Linked DNA regions of Macaca mulatta: region 1 is linked to region 2. The links are chromatin contacts, called in public Hi-C maps. All regions are on one chromosome and are shown on one strand. The core of a region is the stretch at or near the end of the contact, and the rest is flanking DNA. Distances in the headings are between cores, read along the strand shown.

Region 1 (6,165 bases), core at 2,378-4,877, 36 kb after region 2:
TCCCAGCACTTTGGGAAGCTGAGGCAGGTGAATCACCTGAGGTCAGGAGTTTGAGACCAGCCTGACCAATATGGTGAAACCCCATCTCTGCTAAAAATATAAAAATAAGCTGGGTGTGGTGGTGGGCACCTGTAGTCCCAACTACTCAGGAGGTTGAGGCAGGAGAATTGCTTGAACCCAGGAGGCAGAGGTTGCAATGAGCTGAGATCGCACCACTGCACTCCAGCCTGGGTGACAGAGTGAGATTGTCTAAAAAAACAAAACAAAACAAATACAGTCCTGGCCCGTCCTCAAATCCCCAAGCCTTATCAGAGCTAGAAGGCAGTCATCTCATCTGTGCCCATTTTTTTTTTTTTTTTTTGAGACGGAGTCTCGCTCTGTCGCCCAGGCTGGAGTGCAGTGGCCGGATCTCAGCTCACTGCAAGCTCCGCCTCCCGGGTTCACGCCATTCTCCTGCCTCAGCCTCCCGAGTAGCTGGGACTACAGGCGCCCACAACCACGCCCGGCTAATTTTTTTTTTTTTTTTTTTTTTTTTTTTTTTTTTTTGAGACGGAGTCTCGCTCTGTCGCCCGGGCTGGAGTGCAGTGGCGCGATCTCGGCTCACTGCAAGCTCCGCCTCCCGGGTTGACGCCATTCTCCTGCCTCAGCCTCCCGAGTAGCTGGGACTACAGGCGCCCGCCGCCTCGCCCGGCTAATTTTTTGCATTTTTAGTAGAGACAGGGTTTCACCGTGGTCTCGATCTCCTGACCTTGTGATCCGCCCGCCTCAGCCTCCCAAAGTGCTGGGATTACAGGCGTGAGCCACCGCGCCCGGCCATCTGTGCCCATTTTTACAAATAAGGAAACCACCCCGAAGAGGTTGTGAGGCCCAATGTCACATGGTTAAAGGCTAGACACTGCAAGTTTCCTTTCGTAAGAAGATCCAAGGGCTTCTCCAGCTCCTCAGACTCAGGAGTCAGACCACTGTGCTTTCTCTTATTTGCACTGCCTCACTGTTCTTCAAAACTTTCCTTGTTTAGCCAGGTGTGGTGGCTCATGCCTGTAATCGCAAGATTTTGGGAAGCTGAGGTGGGAGGATTGCTTGAGGCCAGGAGTTCTAGACCAGCCTAGGCAACATGGCAAGACCTTATCTCTAGAAAAATAAAAAAAAACAAAAAATTAGTCAGGAATGGTGACACATGCCTGTAGTCCTACCTACCCAGGAGGCTGAGGCCTGATGATTGCTTGAGCCCAGGAGTTTGAGGTTACAGTGAGCCATGACTGCGCCATTGCACTCTAGCCTGGGTGACAGAGACCCTGTCTAGAAACAAACAAACTTTTGTCTGTTTTCTACAGCAATCTCAGCCTCCTTTCCTCTTTTTCTTTTCTTTTTTTTTTTGAGATAGGGTTTTGCTTTGTCATCCAGGCTGGGGTGTGGTGGCACACCCGGCTAATTTTTGTATTTTTGTTGTTGTTGTTGAGATGGGGTTTCGCCATGTTGCTCAAGCTGTTCTTGAACTCCTGGGCTCAAGTGATCCGCCTCCCTTAGCCTCCCAGAGTGCTGGGATTGCAGGCATGAGCCACCATGCCCAGCCTCCACATCTTTTTTTGCACTGTGTATACTCTTCTGAGACATGCCAACTTTTTCCACGTCAAGAAAAGGGTATATAGCTCTCAGCTTCACTCTTTCAGGGCTGATGTCACCTTTGCCTTTTCCCACTTCACTGACCTGTCTATTCCTGCAACTGTCTCTTTCTAGAGAAACCTCAATGATCAGGACTGATAGGCCACACTCTCCCCTACCATTTTTTTCTCCTTCTTCAAGCCTCTTGTCTGTTTTACCCTCTTCCACCTTGGAGGCTGAGGTCTTATTTGACTCTTCACCTGAATTGACCTTCTTCCTTCCCACCCTCCCAGGTTCGGACTAAGGATCACCGCTTTGAGAGTGTCAGTCACCTCATCAGCTACCATATGGACAATCACTTGCCCATCATCTCTGCGGGCAGCGAACTGTGTCTACAGCAACCTGTGGAGCGGAAACTGTGATCTGCCCCAGACCTCTCTTCCAGAAGATGCCCTCCAATCCCTTCCACCCTATTCCCTAACTCTTGGGACCTCATTTGGGAGTGTTCTGCGGGCTTGGCCTTGTGTCAGAGCTGGGAGTAGTGTGGACTCTGGGTTTCATATCCAGCTGAGTGAGGGTTTGAGGGTTTGAGTCAGAAGCCTGGGGGAGAATCCTGCCTCTCCCCAAACATTGATCACCAAAGTATTAATGTACAGAGTGGCCCTTCACCTGGGCCTTTCCTGTGCCAACCTGATGCCCCTTCCCCAAGAAAGTGAGTGGTTGTCATGGAAAATGTCCTGTGGTGACAGGCCCAGTGGAACAGTCACCCTTTTGGGCAAGGGGGAACAAATCACACTTCTGTGCTTCAGGGTATCCCAGACCCTTCTCAACACCCCCACCCCACCATGTTTAAACTTTGTGCCTTTGACCATCTCTTAGGTCTGATGATATTTTATGCAGAGTTCTTGGGCCCCTGAGTTCAATGACAGGGATGCCAACACCTTCTTGGCTTCTGGGACCTGTCTTCTTGCTCAGCACTCTTTCCGGTTTGGTTTGGGATAACAGAGGCAGGAGTGGCAGCTGTCCCCTCTCCCTGGGGATATGCAACCCTTAGAGATTGCCCCAGAGCCCCCCTCCCGGCCAGGGGGGAGATGGATCCCTCCCTTGCTCAGTGCCTCCTGGCCGGGGCCCCTCACCCCAAGGGGTCTGTATATACATTTCGTAAGGCCTGCCCTCTCCCATGTTGCATGCCTATTGTACTCTACAGCCAAAGTGTAGCCCTTCCTGGAGCCTCTGCCCTGCCTCCCTTTCTGGCAGGGTGGGGTAGGGGTGACTGAATTTGGGCCTCTTGTACAGTTCACTCTCCCAGGTGGATTTTGTGGAGGTGGGAAAAAGGGCATTGAGACTCTTAAAGCAGTAGACAATCCCCAAATACCATCTGTAGAGTTGGAACTGCATTCTTTTAAAGTTTTATATGCATATATTTTAGGGCTGTAGACTTACTTTCCTATTTTGTTTTCCATGGCTTATTCTCGAGCACAAAATGGTAATCAATTATTACATTTATACATCACCTTTTTGACTTTTCCAAGCCCTTTTACAGCTGTTGGCATTTTCCTCGCCCAGGCCTGTGAGGTAACTGGGATCGCACCTTTTATACCAGACCTGAGGCAGATGAAATTTATTTCCATCTAGGACTAGAAAAACTTGGGTCTCTTACCGCGAGACTGAGAGGCAGAAGTCAGCTCGAATGCCTGTCAGTTTCATGGAGGGGAAACGCAAAACCTGCAGTTCCTGAGTACCTTCTACAGGCCCGGCCCAGCCTGGGCCCCTCTTTTGGCCTTGTGGATAAGGGACAGTTGACCGTTTTCATCCTGGACTCCTTTTGCTGTTGTTTGGATGTTTCCACGGGTCTCACTTATACCAAAGGGAAAACTCTTCATTAAAGTCCGTATTTCTTCTACCTCTGCCTCTTAATCCTGGGAAGCCTATTGTGTACGCCGCGGGCCCTTAGCTGCACAGCGGGGAGGCGGGAGGTCGCGGCCGCCGAGGGAAGCTAGGGGGTCTGCGGAGTTTGGGCGCGGCAGAGTGGGGCGTGTCGCGCCACCGTCCCCATGAAGATGTTGTGTCCGGGGGGCGGGGGCTGGCTCCGGGTGCGTCCAGGCAAGAACCCGGACTCCCCGGCGCCGCAACGCCGGCCCCCGGGACTACCTAGACCTCCCAGGCGCGCCCTCGGCTCGCGCGCGCCCCTCCGCGGTGGCTCCACCGCCCGGGATGGTACGGTCCGGCAGCAGGGCCGCGCGCCGCCGCCCCTCGGTGAGCTGGTGTGGGCCGCCGCTAGCGGAAACGACCCTCTCCACTCGCGTGGTGCAGTGGTAAGCCTCGCCCCTCGCCTGCCGCCTGTTTTCTGGCGTGGGGTCTCGTCCGGTCCTTGCTCCCCCTCCCCGCCGCGCTTAGTGGTGGTGGCCGCGCCGAGTTCCGGTTCCGGTTGCTGCAGCCGCTGGCTGGCGGCGAGTGTGGAGAGAGCGCGCAGTTCGCGCCGCGGCTGGGCGCTTCCCTGTCGTCCCACTTTGTGGTTGCTGCAGCTTGGGGGCCTGTGCTGCCCCTGACTCCCCTTCTGGGCGATGGTGCAGCCCGAGGGCGCCTCCATCCCCCGCCGCCGCCGCTAACCCCGGTCCCTCACTCCATGGCCGCCTCGGCGCCGCCCCCACCGGACAAGCTGGAGGGAGGTGGCGGCCCCGCACCGCCCCCTGCGCCGCCCAGCACCGGGAGGAAGCAGGGCAAGGCCGGTGAGAGCGCTGCGAGGAGCGGGGGCTGAAGAAGCCTAGGACTTGGGAACCTCAGAGGGGAGGGATGGTGGGAGGGGGGCGTTTCACAGGCTGAAGGGCTTGAAGGGAGGCTCAGGTGAAAAGGATGGGTGGGTGTAATCCTCCAGGAGTTGGGGGCAGGTGTCACACATTGAGGACGCTAGAGTTTGGAGCCACATGGAATTCAGTAGTCACTTGGAGCTTGAGGATATCGAAAGATGGGATATCTCTCATTTAAAGGAAGACATAGCTGAGAGTATGATCATCTTCACGATCTATTTTTCATATTGCACCCCTTGTTAGCATTTGTTGAATAAATAAGCAAGTATGTATTGACGTTAAAGGAGTTCCTCAGAGCATGGCTGAGAGAAAAGAGGTTGGGGAAACCTCAGGGAAACTTGTCTGCGTCTTCCTTTTGCCGCTCTTCCAGGTCTGCAAATGAAGAGCCCAGAAAAGAAGCGAAGGAAGTCAAATACTCAGGTGAATGGTGGTTGGTGGTGGGGGTGGTTCCCGGCAGCCCCTTGGCGGCACACTGTCTACTCTGCCATTCCAGTATCTGTTTGTATCTTGCATCAGCTGCAGGGAGGAGAGAGAAAACTGGCTTTCTTGCTTTGTTTCTTGTTCTTTCCCTGAACCTTATAACAAATTTAGGGGAAAGTATTCTCTCCTTAGAGATGATTCGACCAAAGTTCTTACCACGCAGGGTTCCAGTCTCCTCCATGTTTCCTGTCCTGGTTTCCTCATGATGATAACGTAACACCTTCCACTTACTGAGCCTTTTTTTAGTGCCAGGGATTGTGCTAACATGCTTTAACAGTTTGGGGGAGATAGGCATTATCCCTATTTTACGACGAGAAATCTGGGGGTTAAAAATGTTAAATATGTGCTCCACAGTCTTGAGGTTGTTTTTCACGGTCAGAGCTGGGATTCCATTCTAGTTCTGCCCGTTTTTAAAACACAGTTACTGCACTATGCTGGTTCCACTCTCCACCCTCTTTCTCTTGGGTTTTTTTTTTTTTTTTTTTTGTAGTAACAGAGTCTTGCTGTGTTGCCTAGGCTGGGCTCAAACTCCTGGGCTCAAGGGATCCTCCTGCCTCGGCTTCCCAAAGTGTTAGCATTACAGGTGTGAACCACTGTGCCCGGCCTGTGGTTCATATATTTTTTTATTTTTTATTTTTTTTGAGACGGAGTCTTGCTCTGTCGCCCAGGCTGGAGTGCAGTGGCGCGATCTCGGCTCACTGCAAGCTCTGCCTCCCAGGTTCACACCATTCCCCTGCCTCAGCCTCCCGAGTAGCTGGTACTACAGGCGCCCACCAACACACCTGGCTAATTTTTTTGTATTTTTGGTAGGGACGGGGTTTCACCGTATTAGCTAGGATGGTCTTAATCTCCTGACCTTGTGATCTGCCCGCCTCGACCTCCCAAAGTGCTGGGATTACAGGCGTCAGCCACTGTACCTGGCCTGTGGTCCATATTGATTTTAGGCCTGAGCTGCCCAGTATCAGCCTCCAAAATGTGTATTGTGTTGGTAGTGCTCTCTTGGTTTAGTTCTGTGTTTCCCTCCATGACCCTCTTTCCCTCAACTGTTTCTCACTAGGGCCCTGCATACTCACATCTGACGGAGTTTGCACCACCCCCGACTCCCATGGTGGATCACCTGGTTGCATCCAACCCTTTTGAAGATGACTTCGGAGCCCCCAAGGTGGGGGGTGCAGCCCCTCCATTCCTTGGCAGTCCTGTGCCCTTTGGAGGCTTCCGCGTGCAGGGGGGCATGGCGGGCCAGGTACCCCCAGGCTATGGCACTGGAGTTGGAGGG
Region 2 (5,644 bases), core at 1,310-3,809:
ATGAGAGGTTAGGGATAGGCTGGGTGGGAGTGAATTGGGGACTTAGGGTCTTGAGGGAGGGGGTCCCGTGAGGGGCTATAATCAGGTCAGGGACCTACAAGGGAGGGGGAGGGGGAGCCACCAGGCCTTCAGCTCCGGCCCCTACGCCCCACCCCCTCTCGGAGGGAGCCGGGGAGTTGAGCCTGCGGGCGCCCTGCGTCCCTCCCCACGCGTGACGGTGCCCCGCGGGGAGGGAAGGGCGCCCCGGGCAAGCAGCCTCTGTGCTGTCGCCAGTGCCCGCTGCGGCCTTGGCATTGTCGGAGGGGAGGGGCCCAGTCTGCGAAGGGGGAGGGGGCGCGCTCACGCTTTTGCTCCCCAACTCCATCCCGCGGGTTCCCTAAGTGGAGAAACTGAGTCTCCACCGAGGAGGGACATCTTGACATGGATTCGCTCAGAAACCCAGGTGGCGAGGGGTGCCTGGATGTTTTGGGATGTGTGGTATGTGTAGGTTTTGGGGAGGACCGGTATAAATACTTGGGAGCCCCCCAACTGAGAAAGGTAGCGGGTGAAGGATGTTTCCGACTGAGCCTGCGGAGCTGCGTACCCCAAAGGGCCCCTCCCACTAGTGTCAAACGGAATCACAGCAGGCTACCTAGGGCCAGGTTTGGCTCCCCCGCGACAAGCCAGGCCGAACCGGGTCGGACTCGCTTTCCCCTCCCAACCCCCCTCCGCAGGGGGCCTCCCTCCCTTTCCAGCAGGTGGCTCCTCGGGACACCAGCTCAACCTGTTGGACCACAATGGGCGGCGCCAGGGGGGCCCTGGCCCTCACCCGGGCTGACCCGGGATCCCCGCGCATGAGGGGCGGAGTCCAGGTCCCTCCCTCCCTCTTTCTCCCTCTCTCCCTCTCCGCGCCGGGCCGTGACTCAGCCTCGGGGCCGCTGCCCTGCGCCCCAGCCAGGGGCGGAAAGTGTGAGGCGCCCCTGAGGGCTCAGGCCAAACCAAACAGCCCCCCACCCCAGACATTATCTCACTGGAGAATTAGGGGGGCTATAGGAAGGAGGAGGTAGCTGCAGGCATGGGGCGCTCTGGCTCGAGTAATCCGCTCCAGGTTTTCCTAGCGTCCCTGACCCCCTTGGGTCCCGAGGCCGGTCACTGCTCCGGGTTTTCTTCTCAGCCCCGCCGGACAGATTCTGGTCCGGAGGGGCCGGGAGCCGGTGGGGTCCAGGCCGGGGTTTTCCCGGTCCTACTCCAGCCGTCCGGGTAGTGCAGGCCTGGCGAAGGGCTGTGCTAGGAGCTAGGCGGCAGTGCCACAAGTGAAATGGAGAGGGGGCTGCTTTGGGGAGGAAAGGGGATAGCCAAAGAAAGGGGGCGGGGGACAGGGGGTGGGAACGTGGCCCGGGAAGGGCAGGGCCAGGGCTTCCAGAGGCAATATCAGGGCGGGCTCCCTGGCACCAGCCTTTGGGTACAGAAACTCGGAAGGTGCCCAGTGCCTCAGGCTTGCCTCGCTCAACTTCCCCCCTGAGGGTCGCGTTCTACGTCTGGCTGAACATGACTGATCTTTCTGCGGCTAGATTGCCACTCCCCACCTCATTCCCAATAGTCCTGGAATCCTCAGTTAGTTCCTCAGTGACGCCCACCCTCCCATGTCTCTTTTTTTCTCCTGGTGCAAATAGCTCCCCTCCTTACTCAGAAATCGGAGTGGGGAACCCCTACTTGAAATTCCCTCTTACCCCAACCCCTAACCACGCCAAACGACCGAAACAGCGGCGGTAGAGAAACGCTGACTGGAGACCCCGCCCCCTCCCTTGAAGCCCCTGCTAGGCCCCAGGGGCCGGCCGCCCCCGCCCCGCCACCAGGCCCAGACTGGAACTGGGAGCTGGAGGGCAAGTGAGGGGCCTGCAGGGGCCGCCTGGGGATAGGGGAGCGTCCCAGATCCTCACGTTAAGACTTAAATTTTTAGGTGACCAGCTAGACCTTAATATTTGGGGAGAGTAGCACGAGTTGGAGAAATACTCAGAGAAGGAAGTGTTTACCCTAAGAGAGGGATGAAAGCCCGGAGTGGGAGGACTGAATACCTGGGGCTGGGGACAGCGACTCGGAGTGAGGGCCAGGTGCCCGGACTGACTGGGCCACGTGCGCCAAAGGGTAGAAGCATAGAAGTTAGATGCTTGCGGAACCTGAGGGAAAGAGGCCTTCAGGTGGCGAGATAGGCGAGGCTTTGCCTGGGCGGGGTCCTGCGTGAGTGGGTCTGGGGGTCTGTTTCGGAATGTGGGGAACTGAGCTGCAAGCGGAGTGTCAGCCTGCGCCCGGCGCCCACCTCTTCCCCGCTGCTCCCCCCCATCCTCGACTGCCTCCGCTTCCCTCGAAAAACCCGCCGCCCAGGAAACCGCTGGGGGCGCTCAGACCGCAGACCCCCACGCCCCCCGCCCCCCAGCGCTCCCACCGCGACCGCCCAACCCACCTGAAGGGGCCGTGGCCGCCAGGGGTACCCCCCTCCTGCCGACTCCCCCCAACACCTGCGGGTGGCACTATTTATAACTCCGCGCCTATTCCGGGCCTCTGGGTTGGAGCCGGCTGCCGCGCAGCGCTAATCGCCGCCGGGATCTCTGCGCCCCCCAAAGCCGGGGGAGGTAAATTTAGCTTCAGGAAGCTCAGGGGAACATTTTCCAAAACTCCACGTCCCAGAGAAGGCGAGAGAACCCCTCTGCACTCAGCCTCTCTCCGATCAGCCACCAGGAGGCGCAGGTCCCCGGCTCCTCGAACCCAGCCAGCTAGGAGGTATGGTCGCTTCTTTGAAGCTGGGGTAGGCGAAAGGCTGAGGGCGAATGATGGAAAGGAACTGAGGCTGGAGAATGGCTAGAGGAACGGGTACGCTCCAAGGCTGGCGAACACCCTAGAGTCTGAGAGTAACTGAGAAAGTGGGTGGGGGAAAATAACTCACATGCAAGAGAGATGTAAATAGGATGTAAGAGCGAGCCTATGCCCATGCCGGGCGCGGTGGCTCTCGCCTGTAATCTCAGCACTTCGGGAGGCAGAGACGGGTGGAACACCTGAGGTCAGGAGTTGGAGACCAGCTTGACCAACATGGTGAAACCCCGTCTCCAGTAAAAATACAAAAATTAGCCAGTCGTGGTGGCACACGCCTGTAATCCGAGCTACTCGGGAGGCTGAAGCAGGAGAATTGCTTGAACCTGGGGGGGCGGAGGTCGCCATGAGCCAAGATCGCACCATTGCACTCCAGTCTGGGCAACAAGAGCGAAACTCCGTCTCAGAAAACAAAACAAAACAAAAAAAGCCTATGCCCTTGGGGGTAGGCCTGCGCTCTGGCTCTGTCAGTGAAATGATTGCCACATCCCCCTTTCTGCCGGCCTGTTGGTGGTGTTGGGAAAACGTGGGACACCCCCACCCACCCACGCCTCCCCACCGCCAGATTATTGCTGTGATATCCAGTTTATTGCCTGCCGCTTCTCAGACCCTTGGGCCGTGATCCCTCTTCTCCACCTGTTTCTCGCATGCCAACGAGGGTCCTGTATCCGATGTAATCCGCTGGGAATCCTGGATATCAGGCTTCTCCTCTTGCTCTTGTACTTGGGGGTCACATCCATCTGGTCCCTCTTGTCTCCATTCCTACTCCACCCATTCCCCCACCCCCTGTGACCATTAGAGGGCACCAGGGCACCAAGGGGTATGCGAGGTTTTAATGGCAAAGACCGCAATTACTTTTGCACCAACCTAATATCTTGTACCCTGTCTCCTTCACCTCCCTCCCACCTCACTCCACTTGAGTTCCTGAGGGAGTAGTTTGGACACTCAAAACCTGAGTTGCCCTAGTTGGGGAGAGATACTTGTGGGGGAACAGCCACAGAGTGGGCAGCCATGGGCCAGGAAAGATCTCTTGGCCTGTGTGGATTAGGTGAAAGGGCTGAGGCTGAAACCTCCAAATGGGCTGAGAACAGGGAGCTTAGGGCTGAGGTGGGAAGTGGCATGGAGTGGGTGCAGAGTGGGGTGGTGGTACCCTCCATGCTTTTGCTTGCATGGCCCTGCCTCCAGGCCACTTTGGCCACCATCTCCATGCAACAGCAGCTCAGAAGAGGAAGGCAGGCTCATTAGGAGAAGCAGTGAGTTGGTGATCTGAAAATCTGGGTTTGCTAAATGACTCCTTTACTGCAGTGTGCTGTGTATGTCCTTGGGTGAATCATTTCACCTCTAGGGCCTATTTCCTTCATGTTAACATGGGATAATTGCTGAAGTGGACTTCCGTGGCGCCCAAAGCACTCTGTATTGTGAAAAGGGCTCTCTGAATGGTATCTGAGGTTTCTGTTATTCTCCAGTCTTTACACTGTCAAAGCCCTCTTTCCCACTCACATTCTCCTTGGGCCACTGGCAGTCTCACTCCCCCTGCTGCTCTCTATCAGCCATCTCACCACAGGCCACAGCCCTGGACTCCGCCTTCCTCTACCCACCACTTCCCCAGTGGTCTCTGCCAGACTTCCCCTCCCCTGGCAAAGGCCCTTGAGCTCAGACCTCAGACTCCAGGATCCACCTCCAGGCACTGCCCCGCTTGGGGGGAGTGAGGCCTAAGAAAGGAAAAGAAGGCAGTAGGCCAGGGCCTGAGTCGGGGAAGGAAGGGCTGGAGCTGGCCAAATAGGGTACAGGCTCTGAGGGGGAAGAAGGAGCCCCAGATTCATGGGAAGGTAAATTCTGACTACTCCCATCACTGGGACCAGGTAAGAGCCTCTCAACGGACCAGCCAAGAGCACTAAGCTGCATTTTGTGGATGCCTAAAGAGATGCACTGAGGCTGGGCACGGTGGCTCATGCTTGTAATCCCAGCACACTGGGAGGCCAAGGTGGGAGGATCACTTGAAGTCAGGAGTTCGAGACCAGCCTGGCCAACATGGTGAAACCCTGTCTCTACTAAAAATATTGAAATTGGCTGGGCATGGTGGCTCATGCCTGTAATCCCAGCACTCTGGGAGGCCGAGGTGGGTAGATCAGGAGGTCAGGAGATCAAGACCATCCTAGCTAACACGGTGAAACCCCATCTCTACTAAAAATACAAAAAATTAGCCAGGCGTGGGGGCGGGCACCTGTAGTCCCAGCTACTCAGGAGGCTGAGGCAGGAGAATGGCGTGAACCTGGGAGGCGGAGCTTGCAGTGAGCTGAGATCGTGCCCCTGCACTCCAGCCTGGGTGACAGAGCGAGACTCCATCTCAAAAAAAAAAAAAAAAAAATTGAAATTAGCAGGACATGGTGGTGCACTCCTGTAATCCCAGATACTCAGGAGGCTGACATGGGAAAATCACTTGAACCCGGAGACGGAGGTTGCAGTGAGCTGAGGTTGCACCATTGAACTCCAGCCTGGGTGCCAGAGTAAGAATCTGTCTCAAAAAAAAAAAAAAAAAAAAAAAAGATGCACTGACCTGCCAGGGATAAGAAATAAGCTCAAGTTGGAGTACTGTAGAGACTAGGCTGCTGTAAAAAAGAATGGACAAGTTCTCCATGTGTTGATATGGGATCCTGAATCCTGTCCAAGGTTTATCAAAGGAAAAGAAGCAAAGTGCAGAACAATGTGGAGAGTATGTTAACTAACTAGGAAGAGTAATATATCCAGAATCCAGCCACCCCTTACTACTGCTTTTGCTATAAACCTGGTCTGAGACCAC

What was found. Hi-C and Micro-C count contacts between places; a contact is called where the count stands out from the background.
Region 1: a contact with region 2 is called in a Hi-C map of liver, with 4 times the contacts expected there. The contact joins the promoter of PYGO2 here to the promoter of ZBTB7B in region 2. A contact is called at or near these places in 3 of 14 Hi-C or Micro-C datasets (blood, cortical neurons and liver).

The regions. Positions count from the first base shown.
Region 1 is chr1:112,038,474-112,044,638 of T2T-MMU8v2.0, forward strand. It overlaps PYGO2 (pygopus family PHD finger 2), which reads left to right and starts at 3,628. Exons shown (of 3, transcript XM_015110893.3): 1 at 3,628-3,917; 2 at 4,780-4,829; 3 at 5,947-6,165. The coding sequence starts at 4,788. SHC1 (SHC adaptor protein 1) reads left to right here. Exons shown (of 12, transcript NM_001261487.1): 12 at 1,896-3,511. The coding sequence ends at 2,024.
Region 2 is chr1:112,003,060-112,008,703 of T2T-MMU8v2.0, forward strand. ZBTB7B (zinc finger and BTB domain containing 7B) reads right to left here and starts at 2,560. Exons shown (of 5, transcript XM_077943524.1): 1 at 2,441-2,560.